Linked DNA regions of Rattus norvegicus: region 1 is linked to region 2. A link is a contact called in public Hi-C data. All regions are on one chromosome and are shown on one strand. The core of a region is the stretch at or near the end of the contact, and the rest is flanking DNA. Distances in the headings are between cores, read along the strand shown.

Region 1 (4,078 bases), core at 356-2,855, 230 kb before region 2:
CAGTCAGTTGCTTGCTGGGAATCTCCATGTTGCCGTCTGAATAAACGGGCTGATTATACTCAGCCCAGAGCATTGAGCAAAGGAGACACTAAGGCTGAGGGAAAGAGCTACCCAATGTGTACTATGCTAAGTACATGGGGTGTGTTTTGTGGCTTCAGTTATTCCAGAGATGGGCTGAGGAGAACCTGGTTTGGATGGCCTTGGAGAAACCAAAGAACCTCTCTATCCTCAGGTTCCTCATCTATCAGTGGGACCATTGAGGACCAGAAGAGCATCCAGTGAACTTCTGTCTCAGCATGTTTCTGAGGAGATGGACAGACAGAGTGACTGTTTAGGGAAAGCCAGGGCACGGTGGAAAGAACGCAGGGCCTGGAGCCAGGTGCCTGGCCTCAGTCTCTGCCGCACTAGCCAGATGTGGAAGCGGGTCCCCATCTCCTTCCTCTTCTTCTCCGGCCTCAGTTTATAATGAGATGAACCCTACCACGTGATATCTGGGAACTCCCAGCCAGCCTGTACGTGGAGCACACACGTAAGGGCATTCTTTCCGGCATTGAGAAGAAGCATGGGCTAGGGATGTGCATCCTCACGGGGCAGATATGCAGACGAGGCGACAGGACGGGTGCACTGGAAGACACACAGAGCAGAACTCAAGAGCCATGGTGAGCGGAGGCTAGGGGCCACTTGGGAGCCTCACACCGGACAGGCTGGATTACTCAGGGGGCAGTATAGCCAATTAGAGCTCAGGGTTAGTGACACATGGGAGGTGGGCATAAGAACTGAAGACAGGCTGGAGGGTGGAGGTGTGGCTCAGTTGGTCGAGCCTGTGTGAAGCTCTGTCCTAGTCCTCAGCACTACAGCAATGGGTGTGGTGGGGTTGTACCTGTAAATCTAAGCGCTTGGGAGGTAGATACAGGAAGACCAGAAGCTCAGACCACTCTTGGCCACGTAGCCCATCCTGGAATCCATGAAATCCCATTTCAAGAAGTTAAAAGATCCCGGTGGGGCCTTGAATGGCAGGCAGAACGGCTTTGACTTCATACTGAAGTCAGAAGGGTCCTGCCACCTTCCTCAGGATCCTAGGAAACTACTGGAAGGCCGTGCCAAGGAACTGGGCAGGGGCCCTCTAGAATCTTAACTCTTGGTGGAGAGGGTCATTGGAGGCAGGAGACTACCTCATCTGATCTTCCTCATGCAGGACTCAGCCTTCACTAACAGGTAAGTCATCTGCTCCAGGATCCCTGTTGTGTATCCTGGACTGGCTACTGTGCTGAGAATCCTCAGAGAATCCCTGAAAAATACAGTAATGCCTTTGACCTGGACTCTCTGGGTAATGTGTAAGCCACCAGGCATTCTCGCCGTCTAAGTGACCCCACCCCATTTCGGCGAGCAGTCTGGTCCCTTCATTTTCCATCACCCCTGTACGGAAACAACACTATTTTCTGCTGTCTGTCTCTACTCCCAGCAGGGGTTCTGATATCTGCTCCGAGAATCCCCACATTCTTCAAAAGACGTGTTTGGAAACAAGAAATTGCTAGAGAGATGATTCAGGCCTTGGCCTCCGGTTGTGTCTGGACATAAGCAGGCCCATCTGTGGAGCTCCCACTGCCAAATTCTGTCATCCGGCTCCATATGGCCGGCTCCCTCCGCCCTCCCTGCTCACAACCTGCAGTCTGTCCCAGCCCACTCCGCAGGCGGTGACAACACAGAGAATCCGGGGAGAGAAGCCTTGTTCCAGGAAGTGGCATCTTTGCTCCCCTCCTGCCCTTCTTAGGACCACTATGGGAGCCCAGAACACAGCATGGCTGGACGTCCTGTGTCCACAGAGCCATAATGTGGAGTCTTCAAGCTGAGGAAGGCCCAAGGAGATTGCGAGCCTTTGCCACCCTTAACCCATCCCCCCCAATATGGAGGTTACTTTCTGTTCTACGGGTTCATTTGTTTGCTGCTCCAGTCCCTTTGTCCCTTTGTCCTGTAGGCCTCTCGACAACTCTCTTGCAGCCTGACTTGGCACCTATTGGCACCAGGTGCTAGCAAGCTGAGTGACCTGGGGATCTTCAAGTGGGGATCTACTCTAGTGTTCTGGTCTTGTTCATTTCCTAGTTGGACACTTGGGTCCGAGGAGAAAACAGCGGGGAAGGGACTTTGTAAATTGTAGAGCACCAAGCTCAGAGAGTGGTCCTCGGGCATGCAGGTCACAGACCAGCATGACTTCCTGTCTGAGCAAATCCATTTGCAGACCAATGTTCACGGTCAGATTAGAAAATCATCTTCCCGAGAGGATTTAAATCCTGGGTGGCCACTGCCAGCAGTAAGAGGGTGCTGTGGGTCTGGGAGATGAGGGAGGGCAGGTTGTGGGGAGAGGCTGGCTGTGTGGCAGCGCTCAGTCTTCAGTAAAAGACATGAAGAAACTATCAGCTTCTGTGCCAGCCAAACAAAACACATATGCTGCCCAGATCTGATTCAAGGTCCGTCAGTATAAAACAGGCACGGAAGAGAGGAAGGGACAGGGGGTTGGTTTTAACAAGGCTACAGTGGGCACGGACATAAAGACCCTGGAAAAGCGGGTTAGCAAATGACGATTGTTCCCAAGTTCAGCCTGGGCTAAAAATGGCTTGTGTTGCTAATACCCATAGATGAAAATTTTCCTTGGCGGGAAGGTCGGTAGAATGTCGCTCGGAGAGAAAACCGGCATCCCATGCACTGAGCGAGTGACCCAGGGTCAGTTAGGCTCAGGAAGCGCCCCATTAAACAAAGTTCAATGTATTGCACCACTCAGGATTTCTGCCACCCTTTACCATGCTAACATACATTACATGTTAAGGTACTTCAAAGTACTGGGTCTGTCTGGGTCCTGAGGTCTGAGGAGGGGGCATCTCCTGTTTGGAGAATGTGGCTTGGTGAAGGGTCTGGCTACGGTCAGGCTCGGGAAACATCTCAGGAGGCATCCCTCAGAGGGCTTGAGTAAGGGACAGCTGTTCCCTTCATGGTCTGCCCAGGGAGGGGGAGCTTGAGGGTTCAATCTAAGAGTTCCGTGGACATATTTGCATCGGAGAAACACCACGTTGCTGCGAGAGATCCACCCAGAGTTCACAGAAGAGGAGCAGCGGGACTGGGGAGCGTCCCGTGCCTGTTTCACGGTTCCGTGGCCAAGGAAGGAGGAGAAATCAATTCCAGGTCTATAAGCGAAGCTTCCCACCCACCCACCCCCACCCCACAGCCGTGAGCCTCAGACAGAAGCCTGCAGTGGCATCGCCCGCTGCGTTCACAGCCAAGGCTAGATCCATTTCTATGAATAAAATTTAGAGGTTCGGGACAGATCTGAAAACCAATTGCTCTCCCCCGCTCTTCCCAGCTCTCTCTCCACTTACTGTCGGCAACACTCCTCTCTCTCTCTCTCTCTCTCTCTCTCTCTCTCTCTCTCTCTCAGTTTGGGAATCGATACCTCTTTGTTCTGGAAATCTCCAGCTAAAGGAGAATGGACTGCACGGGGTTGAGGCTTGTCCTTGACACAGAATCAGGACAGAACATTCCTGGAGAAACAGAGACCAAAACAAAGGTCTGGCCACCTGCTCATCCACAGAGCTCGTCTCCAAAATTAACCTCTGGGATGAATCATAACCAAAACCAATTTCAAAACTGCCTCTCAGCTCAGATGGAAGCCTGTTTCTCCACAATGCGAAGAGAGCGACCCCACTTCTGTGAGGGGTGGGATTGCGTGTGAGGACCTGGGCAGGGAGGTGGGAAAGTTTGCCTGGGGAGAATTGGAAAAGGCTGTAAGTGTGGAAGACCATCTGTGGACACACACACACACACACACACACACACACACACACACACACACACACGTCTGTGCTCCGCTCTGTCCTGCTTCCATTCCCACGACCTCCATGGTCTTGGGAAGTCACGGGGGTTTTCCACGGGCTGCACGGTGCCTGCCTGCCTGTCCCTGGTTTAGGATCTGTCTACACTGCTTCTGGGATGGATCTGAGGGCTCTTGATGGAGGAGGAGGTCGGCAGGAGGGAGAGGTTTGATTTGAAGGACAGGCAGAAGGTGCTTGCTGTTGCCCAGCTTGGCGAC
Region 2 (4,203 bases), core at 1,618-4,117:
TGGATGGTGTTTTATATAAGGAGTAGATGAACCCCTGGAGTTAGTGACATCATTTGGAGCCTCTCTACAAATGCCATTTCTTTGTCCTGGTACTAGACGGAGGGACAGACAAAGCAGCTGCCACGTTTGGCCTGTTGCCCTTGGTCTGTCTAATAGGGGAAGCTGAGACAGGGCAGAACCCGAAACATTGCTATCTACACACCCTGCCCCCATGAAAACCGGGGCAGGGCAGGGAGGGGGGACATGAACAGCAACAATGTCAAAGCAGGGGTGGGGAGTAGAACTCGGTAGTACACCAAATGTGAAGTCCTGTTATGGATCTCTGACACCAAAGAGAGGGGGCAAGGGAGGCTTTATTTACAGCATTACATAGGTTGAAAATGGTTATCAATTGCAGCTGTTCCTCTTGACTCAGTTTCCCCTCTGTAAACCCAAGAAGCTGTGACTGAATTGAGAGAGAGTGTGTCCATCTCCCTGATGTATCGATGATTTTCTCACAAGATTCTGACTCCCCCGAAACACTGGACATGATGCTTCCTTACCATCTTCCTGGAGATTCTCTGTTTCTCTTCAGAACTACCATTTCTGACTCCATCTCTGAAGGTGTGTCTCTATACGTTCCCAGAGGAAAACACCCATAGACTTCTTGCTTGTATCAAGTAAATACCACTTTAGGCTGGCCACTCCATCTGTAAGCCAGGAATAAGATCAGATTGCGGGGGTACTGACTCGGGTTAATTATAGACAGTGTTTTAGGGGCCAGGCAGTTACCCAGGGACTCTGGAAGTTCTTGGCATAATACTATAGCATTACAATAATTCTGGCTTGCAAATTATAGCCCAGAAGAAGCATTACAGGAGAGACAACTCTTGACGCCGTGGCCAGCTGAAAGCGGAATGTGAAAAGTAAGTTGTGAAACACAACTTCTCTTCATAAACCTTCAGAAAAGCGAGATAATGTTTCCATGTGCAGCACACATGTGGGGAACGGGGAACAGGCCTCCAGATCCTAGGGACAGCGTTCTTGGCCCAGGTGGCCTGGCTTACTGCCAGGATCTGGCCTCCTTTCCTTCCTGAGCCTAGAATCTGAAGGGAGGGAGCCGGTTGGAGGTGGGGCTTGAAACAAGGATGTCCTGGCCTTTCAGGTTTTTTCTTTTTCTTAATTGGGGCCTCCCTCCCTGCAGGATGATTAAGTGCTTGTACAGCAGAGTGAGGATTTAAAGGGTAATTTGAGACATTTAAGTCTAGGGATACCCAAAATAAACATCTTAGCATCGACTTCTGGGGCCTCTCCCTGTGTTCCAGACACCAAAGGTTCAGCTTTGTCATGTGTGCAGAGTTTAAGACTGTTTCCTAGGGATGCTAAATGAATAGGTCTCGGGTAGAAGTAAGTGGTGATGTTGTTATCTGAGATTGTTGGGGTGTGGGCTAACAGTGGGGTTTGGAACATTCAAGGGGCCTTAGGGAACACAAGAGGCAAGGAGTCTGACTGTGCGTGGCTGAGTAGGTAGAGCAGAGCCTTCAGAGTCCTGGGTCTGTTTTTCTCCAGTGTAGTCTTGCTGGGGCCTGAGCCTGGTAGGCCCCAGGGGGAGCTTGGAAGAAGTACATTGTGGCTCACCAGGTCCCGAAGTCTCAGGATGAGAGCCTGACCTCCAGCTCTAGCAGATTCCTGGACTTACTGTCTATTTCAATAGGTTACTGCTCCTATAGGACACAGGAAAACCAGTGTGCCAAACTCATATATAATGTACAGGTGACAGGTGAAATTACGGTCACAGTGCTCTTTTTTACGCAAATCAGCATTCTAAAGGAATGGTTCAGCTCCCAGGTACTCAAAAGGAGGTACTCAAAGCGGGCGGTGGCGGGTTGTTAGGGGGGAGGGTTGCCCAATAGAAGTTCCAAACAGAACTTAGGTCTAAAAGGCAAGTACCTCATTTTCAGGCAATATTTTGGTCTTGACAAGGCTCACACTACCCCCCTGAGAGCAGATTCATAGGAAAGCCACTCCTCTTTGGCCTGGGTTTCTTCTCGTTTGGAATAGTAACTACATTGTCTTAGGTACATCATTATAGTGCCACCAGATCACAGGGGGGTATCCAAGTCTATTCATGTAATTTACCTCGGGGCCTCAGTTTCTCCATCTGTAAAACTGTCTCTGGATTAAATAGAGCCTCGCCAGCTCCGGTAACCTTAAGCGTTAAATGTTTACATAGCTGGTTCCACTAAGTTGGCAGTGAACAGGGTTAAAGCCCCACTTCCTACAAGGTGAAAAGGTAAGCAAACATTCCGACCTCCCCTTAGCCTTGCTCCCGGATTGGTGCCCCGCCTGGTCCCAGCCACCTATCGCGTCCGCATCCGTCATCTGGATTGCTAATACACTCATTAGCATAAAGAATTATTCGAAGACGCGGCACCGGATAAGCTGAACCGGAGTCTCTGTCCCTTTAAAGAGAAGAGAGACAGGCACTCTCTCAATAAGGGTATCTCCCCTGCACAGTCCTCTCGGTCAACTAGAGGTCGTGCGTTAGTCCTGCCCGCCTATCACCTCGAAGGTGGGCATCCATTCCTAGAGTGCACGGCGCGCGGGCCCCCAAGGACTGACTGTGCTGACTGTTCGGGCCTCCAGGAGCCGCAGTCTCAGCTGGAGGGAGGCCGGGCCTGCCAAGCAGCAGGACGAGGACGCCCTCGGGCACGACCCAGGGGCTGGCGCCCAGGCGGCCGCAGGAGGTGGCTCGTGCAGCAGGGGGGAGGTTCCTGACCGCACGCGGGAGGCGGGGTCTAGGAGGAGGCGGGGCATTGGTGGAGGGGTGGGGCCTGCGGGAAGGGGCAGGACCGCGGCGCAGGGCGGGTTCTGGCGGCGGAGTGTCACACACGCGGCGGCTCGGGAGGCGGCGGCAGAGGCAGCGGCAGCGCCAGGCGCCGCCGGGACGGGCAAGGGCTCGCGGGCTCCGCCAGGCGCCGGCCGCCTCTCTCATTCGCTCTCTTGCTTTCTGACCCGCGGTGGGGCCGGGCTCGCCCCAGTGCACTCGAGAAGCCCGCAGCTGGCGGAGGCTCGCACGGGGCAGGGGCGCGCTCCGCGAGGGTGGGGGCGCTGGGTGCGGGTGTGCACGGCGGGGGGCGCCCGGCCTTCCGCTCTAGGCGGCCCCCGGGCCCTATGAGACTCGTCTGTGAGGGGCGCGAGATCCGAAGCTCGGCCGGCGCGCAGCAGGGGCGGAGGGCTGTGCAACAGCGGCCAGAGCCGGGCGGCGGCCGGCAGGAGGCGGCGGCTGCGAGAACTTGAACTTGGCGACCGGTGCCCCGCACGCCCCCCACCGGGGCAGAGGCGCTGCGGGACTGGGCGGCAGTGTTGTCCCCCGAATGGCCGCGGCGGCGGACGGGGCTCGCGCGCCGCGGCCCTAGGCGGCCCTTCGCCATGGCCAAGTGGCTGAACAAGTACTTCAGCTTAGGCAACAGCAAGACCAAGAGTCCACCGCAGCCGCCGAGGCCGGACTACCGCGAGCAGCGGCGCCGGGGTGAGCGGCGCGAGCAGCCCCCGCAGGCCGTGCCGCAGGCCTGCTCTGCGTCCTCGGCGTCCTGTGGGTCGGCCGCCGCCTGCTTCTCCGCCTCGTCGGGCTCTTTGCCCGACGACAGCGGCAGCACGAGTGACCTCATCCGCGCCTACCGCGCGCAGAAGGAGCGCGACTTCGAGGACCCGTACAACGGGCCGGGCTCGTCGCTGCGCAAACTGCGCGCCATGTGCCGCCTGGACTACTGCGGCGGCGGCGGGGACCCCGGCGGGGGCCAGCGCGCCTTCACGGCGGCGGCAGGCGCTGCGGGCTGCTGCTGTGCGGCGGCGGGAGCGGGCGCCGCCGCGTCCTCATCCTCATCATCCGGCTCCCCGCACCTCTACCGGAGCAGCAGCGAGCGGCGGCCGGCCACGCCGGCGGAGGTGCGCTACATCTCCCCTAAGCACCGACTCATCAAAGTGGAGAGCGCGGGCGCTGCGGGGGACCCTCCGGGAGGCGTGTGCTCTGGCGGCCGCACCTGGAGCCCGACGACCTGCGGAGGCAAAAAATTGCTCAACAAGTGCGCCGCCGAGGAGACCGGAGCTGGTCAGAAAGACAAGGTAAGATCCAAAGCTACTGGTGCGCATGGGAAACTGAGGCACCGCCACGTTTCCCATCCCTTCCACCAACTTTGCTCTGGCATCCTGGGGTCTAGGCTA

Evidence for each region. A called contact is a pair of places that touch in the nucleus more often than the background predicts.
Region 1: a contact with region 2 is called in a Hi-C map of prefrontal cortex, with 2.1 times the contacts expected there. The contact joins the enhancer-like site here to the promoter of Shb in region 2. A contact is called at or near these places in 3 of 12 Hi-C or Micro-C datasets (the A7r5 cell line, Schwann cells and prefrontal cortex).

The regions. Positions count from the first base shown.
Region 1 is chr5:64,812,323-64,816,400 of GRCr8, reverse strand. It overlaps LOC134478962 (a long non-coding RNA gene), which reads left to right. Exons shown (of 5, transcript XR_010051790.1): 3 at 233-659; 4 at 1,073-1,215; 5 at 1,466-1,926. Among named protein-coding and RNA genes, the nearest start is that of Aldh1b1, 45 kb to the left of the region's middle. Within about 2 kb of position 1,605, at least 6 of the 93 cell types and tissues checked have an H3K27ac peak or open chromatin away from gene starts, as enhancers often do. A contact at or near this core is called in prefrontal cortex, where this site is marked.
Region 2 is chr5:64,579,736-64,583,938 of GRCr8, reverse strand. Shb (SH2 domain containing adaptor protein B) reads left to right here and starts at 2,867. Exons shown (of 6, transcript NM_001427398.1): 1 at 2,867-4,104. The coding sequence starts at 3,412.